3 separate regions of the Sus scrofa genome follow, and all the other regions are linked to region 1. The links are chromatin contacts, called in public HiChIP or PLAC-seq maps. All regions are on one chromosome and are shown on one strand. The core of a region is the stretch at or near the end of the contact, and the rest is flanking DNA. Distances in the headings are between cores, read along the strand shown.

Region 1 (2,647 bases), core at 92-2,591:
TAGTATGGTTGCCCTAGAATAAAAGAGACAGACGTAGGGCAAGCCTTGACCTCTCCACCTCCCTGGGGCACCCTCAGGCTTGCCCTATGTGGACCACCAATCAGCTTCCTCCTCTGTCTCCACCAACCCCCATCCACAGCCTCCAAACTGCTAACTCTGGTGCAGTAGGCCTCCTGTCTCCTACACACAGCAACTGGGCTTTTTCCTTGTAACCTGTCACCCAAGGGCATGTCCATGTGCAGAAAGGGCCCAAACCCTCAGGTTGGCTCCTTTCTTTTAATGTTTTCAGGTTTATCCTTTTCACCTGTGTGGTCTTGTAATCCCCTCATTGGTTCTAAGTAATAACAGCCACAGCAGACTTGGATAACCCTTGATGTGAAGCAGGCCCTGTTCTTTGTGATTTATATACACCAATTCATTTGCTCCAATCAATAGCCTTTGAAGGAGTGGCTTCACTATCCCCATTTTTCAGATGAGGAAGTTGAGGCACTGAGATCAAGTAATTTTCCTGATGTTACGCATGTGCTGAGGGAGGGGTGCAGGTCCTTAAATTTCAGCCTGTTTCATCCCCTTCCTTTTGTACCCCCTTCTCCATGCTCCCCCCACCCCCATCCCCTCAGAGTCACCAGAGACTGCGCCAGCCCCCACCCCCAGCTCCCAGAAGCCATAACCCCAGCCTAGTTTACCCACTCTAATCCAACCTTGGGAGCTTCCTTCCCACGTGGCTGGATGGACGCCATCCTAGGTATGCCCAATCCCAACCCAGGAGGCGCCCCCTCCCCGAGCCCTCCCCGCAGGGAGCCCCAGGCTCCACGTCTTGGCTGGGCTCCAGGAAGGCGAGGCACTGTGTGATTCGTCCTTTCAAACGCTGCTCTTCCTGCAAGGCTGAGAGCCGGGAGGCCCCACGAGGCAGCTCAGGCCCAGCCACGTGAGGCCTCTTCCCTTCCCGCTGCCCCAGGCCCCGCTGACTCAGAGACTGGCAGCTGCATCACTGCCCCTTCCAGGGGTGTGCGTGCTGGTGTGGGCCGGGTGGGGCGGAGGCTGTCCCAGCAGCACTGCTTGGCACCCACACAAACTCCCGTGTGGGTTGGGTGGGAATGCTTCTTACCTTCTGTCCCATAACCGTCTTCTTTGAACAATGGAATGAATAACTTCACATCATCCAACATTCTCTCAAGGCATGAATTTCAAGGCTGCAGCACAGCAAGTCCCCCACCATTACTCAACTTCCCTCTCCTGATTGTTTCCAGATTCCATGTGGCTATAGACCTCCTTGTATAAACAATCCTTCATTTCTGCACCAGCAGTTTTATTGCTTCTGGAAAATAGGGTGCCTCTGTGTTCAATTCTGGGGATTAAAGACTTTTTAGAAATCTAAATTTCTAGATGGTTGTGAACTGTTGTCACTGGACAGATTCAAGCCAGTGACTTACAGTTAGTTAACTCCCAAGAGTCACTTAAACTTTTCTAAGAATCTGACTTGAGGGAGTTCCCATCGTGGTGCGGCAGAAACGAATCCAATAGGAACCATGAGGTTGCGGGTTCAATCCCCGGCCTCGATCAGTGGGTTAAGGATCCGTCACTGCCTTGAGCTGTGGTGTAGGTTGCAGACTCAGCTGGCTTGGATCCTCCGTTGCTGTGGCTCTGGTGTAGGCCGGCAGCTGTAGCTCTGATTGGACCCCTAGCCTGGGAATCTCCATATGCTGAGGGTGCAGCCCTAAAAAGCAAAAAAAAAAATCTAACTTGAGAAAAAAACTAAGACTAAGATCAGGTATTTTGGTGTAGGAGAGTCAGAAAATGGGCTGGGACCTCTGCTCTGCTCCATCACAGCATGTAGGTTCAGCCACTTGATAGTTACGAGAGCTCTTTGCTATAAACAGTCACATTTTCTAGTTAAGAAATAACATTTATCAATTTTGATGAAAATATGGAGCAACAAAAGTCTCAGACACTGCTGGTGAGAGAAGGTAAGCTGGTATAGCAACTTTGGAGAACTATGTGGAAAATATACATGCCACAACCTAATGGTTCCACTCCTGGCATAGTCCCAACACAATCTGAAATAGTTGTAAATAATCCATGGAGGGCAGAATGAAAATGTTCTATATTTTAATTGTGGTGGCAGACACCAAACCGCATTCATCAAAACCCACCAAACTATGTATGTAAGAGAGTGAATTTTACTGCGTATAAGTTATACCTTGATTTTTTTTGGCCACGCCCATAGCATGTGGCAGTCCCTGGCTAGTGATCAAAACTGTACCACAGCAGTGACCACTACAGTGACAACACTGAATCCTTAACCCACTGCACCACAAGGGGAATTCCTACCTTAATTTTTTAAAATTTAAAAGCCAGAAGGGGGTTCCCATTGTGGCTCAACGGTAACAAACCCGACTAGGATCCATGAGGATGCAGATTCAATCCCTGGCCTCACTCAGTGGGTTAAGGATCCAGTGTTGCTGTGAGCAGTAGTGTAGTTCACAGACATGGCTCAGATCCCGTGTTGTTGTGGCTATGGCATAGGCCCCCAGCTACAGCTTCGATTCAACCCCTAGCTTGGGAACTTCCATATGCTGCAGGTGTGGCCCTTAAGAAAAAAAAAGATAAAAGCCAAAATAGAATGAATAATTCAATTTGGGGAGAT
Region 2 (2,647 bases), core at 52-2,551, 100 kb after region 1:
CTCCAGGATTTGGTCTGGGATCCTGCCTTGCATTCAGTTGTCGAGTGTCTTTATCCTCCCTCAGTCTGGGACAGCTCCTAAGTCTCTCCTTGTTTTCCTTGACATTGAATCCCAAAGATCACAGGCCTGTTGCTCTGTGCTGTCCTCAGTGTGCGTTGATCTGAGTGGGGCAGACTGAGGCTATGCACGTGAGCAGGGACATCGTGGCTGTGATGCTGTGTCTGTCTCCCCCTGCATCACAACAGGAGGCACGTGGGGTCTGTTTGTCCCATTGCTGGGAGCATTCACTTTGATCATTTGCTGCAGTGCTGGCCGCTGGCTGGTTTCTTTGTTAGATTTCCCGTCTTTATTTTTATTTCATTTTATGTTTTTAGGGCCGCACCTGCGGCATATGGAGGTTCCCAGGCTAGGGGTCGAATTAGAGCTATAGCCACTGGCCTATGCCACAGCCACAGCAATGCCAGATCCGAGTTGGATCTGCAGCCTACACCACAGCTCACAGCAACACCAGATCCTTAACCCACTGAGCAAGGCCAGGAACTGAACCTGTGTCCTCATGGGTACTAGTCAGATTCGTTTCTGCTGAGCCACGACAGGAACTCTAGTTTTCCCGTCTTTAAAATGGGTCCCTGGAGCCCCATTCTCAGGGTTGCCACAAGGATTGAGTAGGATGGCAGGGCAATTTACCCAGTTCAGGGACAGGCACTCAGGAGCCATTGGGGTGCCCCCTTTCCCAGGGCATTATGGGACAAAAATGGGTGCAGGGGTCATAGGCTATAAAGGGAGATCCAGGAGTGCCCCTGTTGAGAGTGACAGGCCTTCCTTCATCCCCACGCAGACCCACCCCTCACCCCGGACCTAACTGCCTTCCTGGAGACACAGGCGGGGCTGGTGGGCATCCTCCAATGCTCTGTGGTCAGCGAGCCCCCAGCTACTCTGGTGTTGTCACACGGGGGCCTCATCTTGGCCTCTACCTCCGGGGAGGGTGACCACAGCCCACGCTTCAGTGTCGCCTCTGCCCCCAACTCCCTGCGCCTGGAGATTCAAGACCTGGGGCCAACAGACAGTGGGGAATACATGTGCTCAGCCAGCAGTTCTCTTGGGAATGCGTCCTCCACCCTGGACTTCCATGCCAATGGTAAGACGGCCACAGCAGGGCTAGTGGAGGGAGCCTCAGGTTTGTTCTGCCCCCTCCTCCTGGGAGTCCAGAGACCTCAACCAAGGGCCTGAACTAGCTGTCTAGAAAAAAGGAATATCAAAAATCTGAGCTGTACCGTCATCCCAGGCTCAGAGGTTCCTAGAAGTCAAGGCAAAAAGGGGAACATGGTCGATTGCATTATTCCTTTTTTACCCATTCTGACTCTGAACTTGGAGGGTTCCTCGATATGCATTTATTTGTCTTTAAATTATTGAACATTTGGGGGCAGACTCTGTGCTGGGGTCTTCTAGTTCTTGGTGCATATGCTGCTCTTCCCTCCTTCTGAGACAGGCAGAGCTAATCAATCAAGCCAGGTTTTTAACATAAGCCTGGGATTGGGCTCAGAATCCTTCTCAATCATGCTGCAGCCAGCTACGACCAATTAGATCCAAATGGGCATTCAAAGCCAAACTCTCCTGATCATTGAGAGATTCGCAGAGCTGATGTAATGAAGCTCAGACCTCCCTACAATTGTATGGGGAGAGGGGAACCCTGGCGGGCTTCCTGCAGTGGGGGGCATGGAACCGCGGATGTGTGGGGGAGCTGAGCCTCCCTCTCTCCCTCTCCTGCCAGCAGCCCGCCTCCTCATCAGCCCAGCAGCAGAGGTGGTGGAAGGGCAGGCGGTGACACTGAGCTGCAGGAGCAGCCTGAGCCTGATGCCTGACACCCGTTTTTCCTGGTACCGGAACGGGGCCCTGCTTCTCGAGGGGCCCAGCAGCAGCCTCCTGCTCCCAGCAGCCTCCAGCACAGATGCCGGCTCATACCACTGCCGGGCCCAGAGCAGCCACAGCGCCAGTGGGCCCTCCTCACCTGCTGTTCTCACCGTGCTCTGTGAGTAGCCGGCCTGCCAGCCGTGCCTGCTAGGGGGAGGGTCAGCTCCCACCTCCTCCAGGCCCTCCTGACTCTGCCCTGTCTGGGAGTCTTGATAAGGAAGGCAGCCCAGGCCACCCAGAGCTGAAATTTGTTTTGTTTTGTTTTGTTTTGCTTTTTTTTGAGGGCTACACCCGAGGCATGTGGAGGTTCCCAGGCTAGGGGTAAATTGGAGATGCTGCCGCCGGTCTACACCACAGCCACACCAGATCCTAGCCACGTCTTTGACTTATACCACAGCTCATGGCAACGCCGGATTCTTAACCCACTGAGTGAGGCCACGGGTTGAACACACAACCTCGTGGTTCCTAGTCGGATTTATTTCCACTGTGCCATGGTGGGAACTCCCAGAGCTGAAATTTGGAGAACAAGAGGCTTTCTCTTCCTCTCTGCATCCCATTTCCCCATCCCAGTCCCATCAGGGCCCTGCCTCTAGCCTCAAGCCCATCATGGGCACCAGGTCCAAGCTTTGTCCTCCTAAGCTGGGCCTGGGACATCATACTCCTATATTTATGCCCACACCCCATAAGCTGCAGCCTCACAGGCACAGACATGAAGGCAGAGCCTCCTGTACAGGGA
Region 3 (2,647 bases), core at 64-2,563, 73 kb after region 1:
CCTGACTCGTATCCACGAGGATGAGGGTTTGATCCCCGGCCTCACTAAATAGGTTAAGGATCCCGTGTTGCTCTAAGCTATGGCTTAGGTTGCAGATGTGGCTGGGATCTGATGTTGTTGTGGCTGTGGTGTAGGCCGGCAGCTGGCAAGGGCGATTAGACTCCTAGCCTGGGAACTTCCATATGTCATGGGTGTGGCCCTAAAAAGAAATTAAAAACATTTTTTCAGATGTCAGCCCCTGCTAATGTGCCAGCAAGGTGTCCAATCAGCAGCCTCCATGGCTGCTCCAAATGGGTGTGTGTATTGGTGTGTTTGTGTGTATATATGTGAGTGTGTCATTGTGTGTCTATGACTGTATAGATATGTATATCTGTGTCCATATGTAAGTATAACTTTGGGGCTGTCTGTGTGACTGTGACTGTATGTATTTTATTTTTTATTTTATTAAAAAAATTTTTTTGTCTTTTGTCTTTTGAGGGCAGCACCGCGGCACATGGAGATTCCCAGGTGAGGGGTCTAATCGGAGCTGTAGCCTCCGGCCTACACCACAGCCACAGCCACGCCAGATCCGAGCTGCACCTGTGACCTACACCACAGCTCACAGCAACGCCGGATCCTTAACCCACTGAGCGAGGCTGGGGATCGAACCCACAACGTCACAGTTCCTAGTCGGATTTGTTTCTGCTGCACCACAACGGGAACTCCCTTATGTATTTTATATGTGTGTCATGTGTCTTTGTGTGTGGGCGTGTCTGTCATATTTGTCTGTTTGTGAGTATATGACAAGTGTGTGATAGGGGCTGGCAGGCTTTCTTCTCATTCCAGAGGCTGAGCAAAGCCAGAGGGTTGAAGTGTGGCTGTGCATTAGCGTGGGGGGAAGGGGCTAAGGATCCAGCCCATCAAACACAACCAGCGCTCTGTTTTCTTTTTCCTCCACCCCAGGAGTTCCTGCACCCACCCCCACCCCCAGCTCCACAAACTGGCTCACCTCTGAGACCTCCAGGCAGCAGGCTTGAGCAGGAGTGAAGACTCGAGGGTGAGGGGGTCCCCAGCCCGGGGGGGTTCCCAGCCCCGGCACCCTTCTGTTTAGCAGCCCTCTGTCCCCCCTCCCCCCAATTCTAGGCCTCCTCTGTCTGACACAGGCGTCACAGCCCCACCCTTGGGCAGCTTCCAGTCAGACACAAGAGAAGGACAGCGAACAATCCCAGGGAATCCTAATCCTCCCTCCCTGGGAGGTTGGATTCAACTGCCATCAGAAGATTTGAGCCTAGGTGGCCAGGGACAAGGGTCCTGCAGAGCCCCTGCCCTATGCTGTCCTCTCTGTGCCCTTGCACCCCCCCTCCAGTGTCACGGGGGCCCACCCACTGACCTCACTGGCTTCCTGCTTCCCCCCCACTCCGCCCCCGGTAGGGGAGGCGAGGGCATCAGCATCAGCGCCAAGCTCAGTCCTCTCAGGAGTCTCTCTTCAGGCCGCACTCCCTCCTCTGGCCTTGGCTCAGAACCCTCCTCCCCCGCCCCCTCCCGGGAAGCCCTCCCTCCCAGCCCTGTCCCTCCAATTCATCTGCTTGTGCAGCTGGACTTTCAGAAGTGCCCGTCTGGTTCCACCACTTCATCACCCCCACCCTCTCACGGCCCCTCCATTACCAAGGCTGGAAGAGCCAAGTGGTCCCAGGTGTGGCTCGCCCTTTGCTGACCTCTCAGGCTCCCCTTCCCAGCCATAACCTGCCCCCATCTGCTGCCCTTTAAGCCCAATTTGCCTTCTCTGCTTCTGAACAGAGCTCTGCCTGGTCAGCCCCCAGCCCTGCCCTGCTCGGTGGGCAGCTCCCTTCCTCCCTCGGGCCCCCTGCAAACCTGTTGTGGGTGTTACATCTGCTCAAAGAGCCCCCAGCCCTGGTCACCCGCAGGTGGGGCTTTTAGGACAACCCTTTGGACAACTCAAGGCTCCTCTTGCCCCCAGGGCCTGACATGCGACCACCTGGCAGCTTTAGGGCAGAGGGTGATGTTTGTCTTGAGGCCACGTCATCTCCACCTAAGCATCTGGGTGCTGAGGAGCCCTGGAGAGAGTGTCTATCTCCCCTCCCTCCTGCCCAAGTCTGGCTGCTTGCTTCACCCCAGAGCTTAAGGCAAGCAGACAGACACACAGACACACATCCCAGAGGGAGGGTGTGTGTTCCCACAGCCTGCCTCAGGAGGGGAGGGTGTTTTTTTCACCAGTAGCCCCCACTGACTGCACCTCATGCTGTGCTGGTGCCTATTTGGTTATCTTACCTGCATTTATGCAGCCACAACCTCCCCCCCACCCCCACCCCTGGGTGGTGGGAAAGGACTCTCTATGCCTATTCTGCAGAGGAGAAAGCTGAGGCTCGGGGAATTCTCATTGTAGCTCAATGCTAACAAACCCGACTGGTATCCATGAGGATGTGAGTTCGGTCCCTTGCCTCACTCAATTGGTCAGAGATCCGGCATTGCCATGAGCTGTGTTGTAGGTCAGAAATGCAGCTCGGATCCCGCATTGCTGTGGCTGTGGTGTAGGCCAGTAGCTCTGATTCGGCCCCTAGTCTGGGAACTTCCTTATGTCACGGGTGCGGCTCTAAAATGAAAAAGAAAGAATGAAAGAAAGAAGGAAGGAAGGAAAGAAAGAGAGAGA

What was found. HiChIP or PLAC-seq counts read pairs in DNA pulled down with a chosen protein or histone mark.
Region 2: a contact with region 1 is called in an H3K27ac HiChIP or PLAC-seq map of alveolar macrophages. The contact joins the enhancer-like site here to the promoter of AP5S1 in region 1. A contact is called at or near these places in 2 of 5 promoter capture datasets (both in liver), 14 of 47 Hi-C or Micro-C datasets (alveolar macrophages, blood, embryonic fibroblasts and 8 more) and 2 of 2 datasets of contacts at active chromatin or transcription factors (alveolar macrophages and skeletal muscle).
Region 3: a contact with region 1 is called in an H3K27ac HiChIP or PLAC-seq map of skeletal muscle. The contact joins the promoter of HSPA12B here to the promoter of AP5S1 in region 1. A contact is called at or near these places in 2 of 5 promoter capture datasets (both in liver), 19 of 47 Hi-C or Micro-C datasets (alveolar macrophages, blood, embryonic fibroblasts and 9 more) and 2 of 2 datasets of contacts at active chromatin or transcription factors (alveolar macrophages and skeletal muscle).

What each region holds. Positions count from the first base shown.
Region 1 is chr17:31,905,492-31,908,138 of Sscrofa11.1, forward strand. It overlaps AP5S1 (AP-5 complex subunit sigma-1), which reads right to left and starts at 1,342. Exons shown (of 5, transcript XM_021077709.1): 1 at 1,109-1,342.
Region 2 is chr17:32,005,265-32,007,911 of Sscrofa11.1, forward strand. SIGLEC1 (sialic acid binding Ig like lectin 1) reads left to right here. Exons shown (of 21, transcript NM_214346.1): 6 at 839-1,138; 7 at 1,772-2,029. Among named protein-coding and RNA genes, the nearest start is that of SIGLEC1, 5.9 kb to the left of the region's middle. Within about 2 kb of position 1,302, at least 1 of the 83 cell types and tissues checked has an H3K27ac peak or open chromatin away from gene starts, as enhancers often do. A contact at or near this core is called in alveolar macrophages, where this site is marked.
Region 3 is chr17:31,978,954-31,981,600 of Sscrofa11.1, forward strand. HSPA12B (heat shock 70 kDa protein 12B) reads right to left here and starts at 1,314. Exons shown (of 13, transcript XM_021077380.1): 1 at 989-1,314.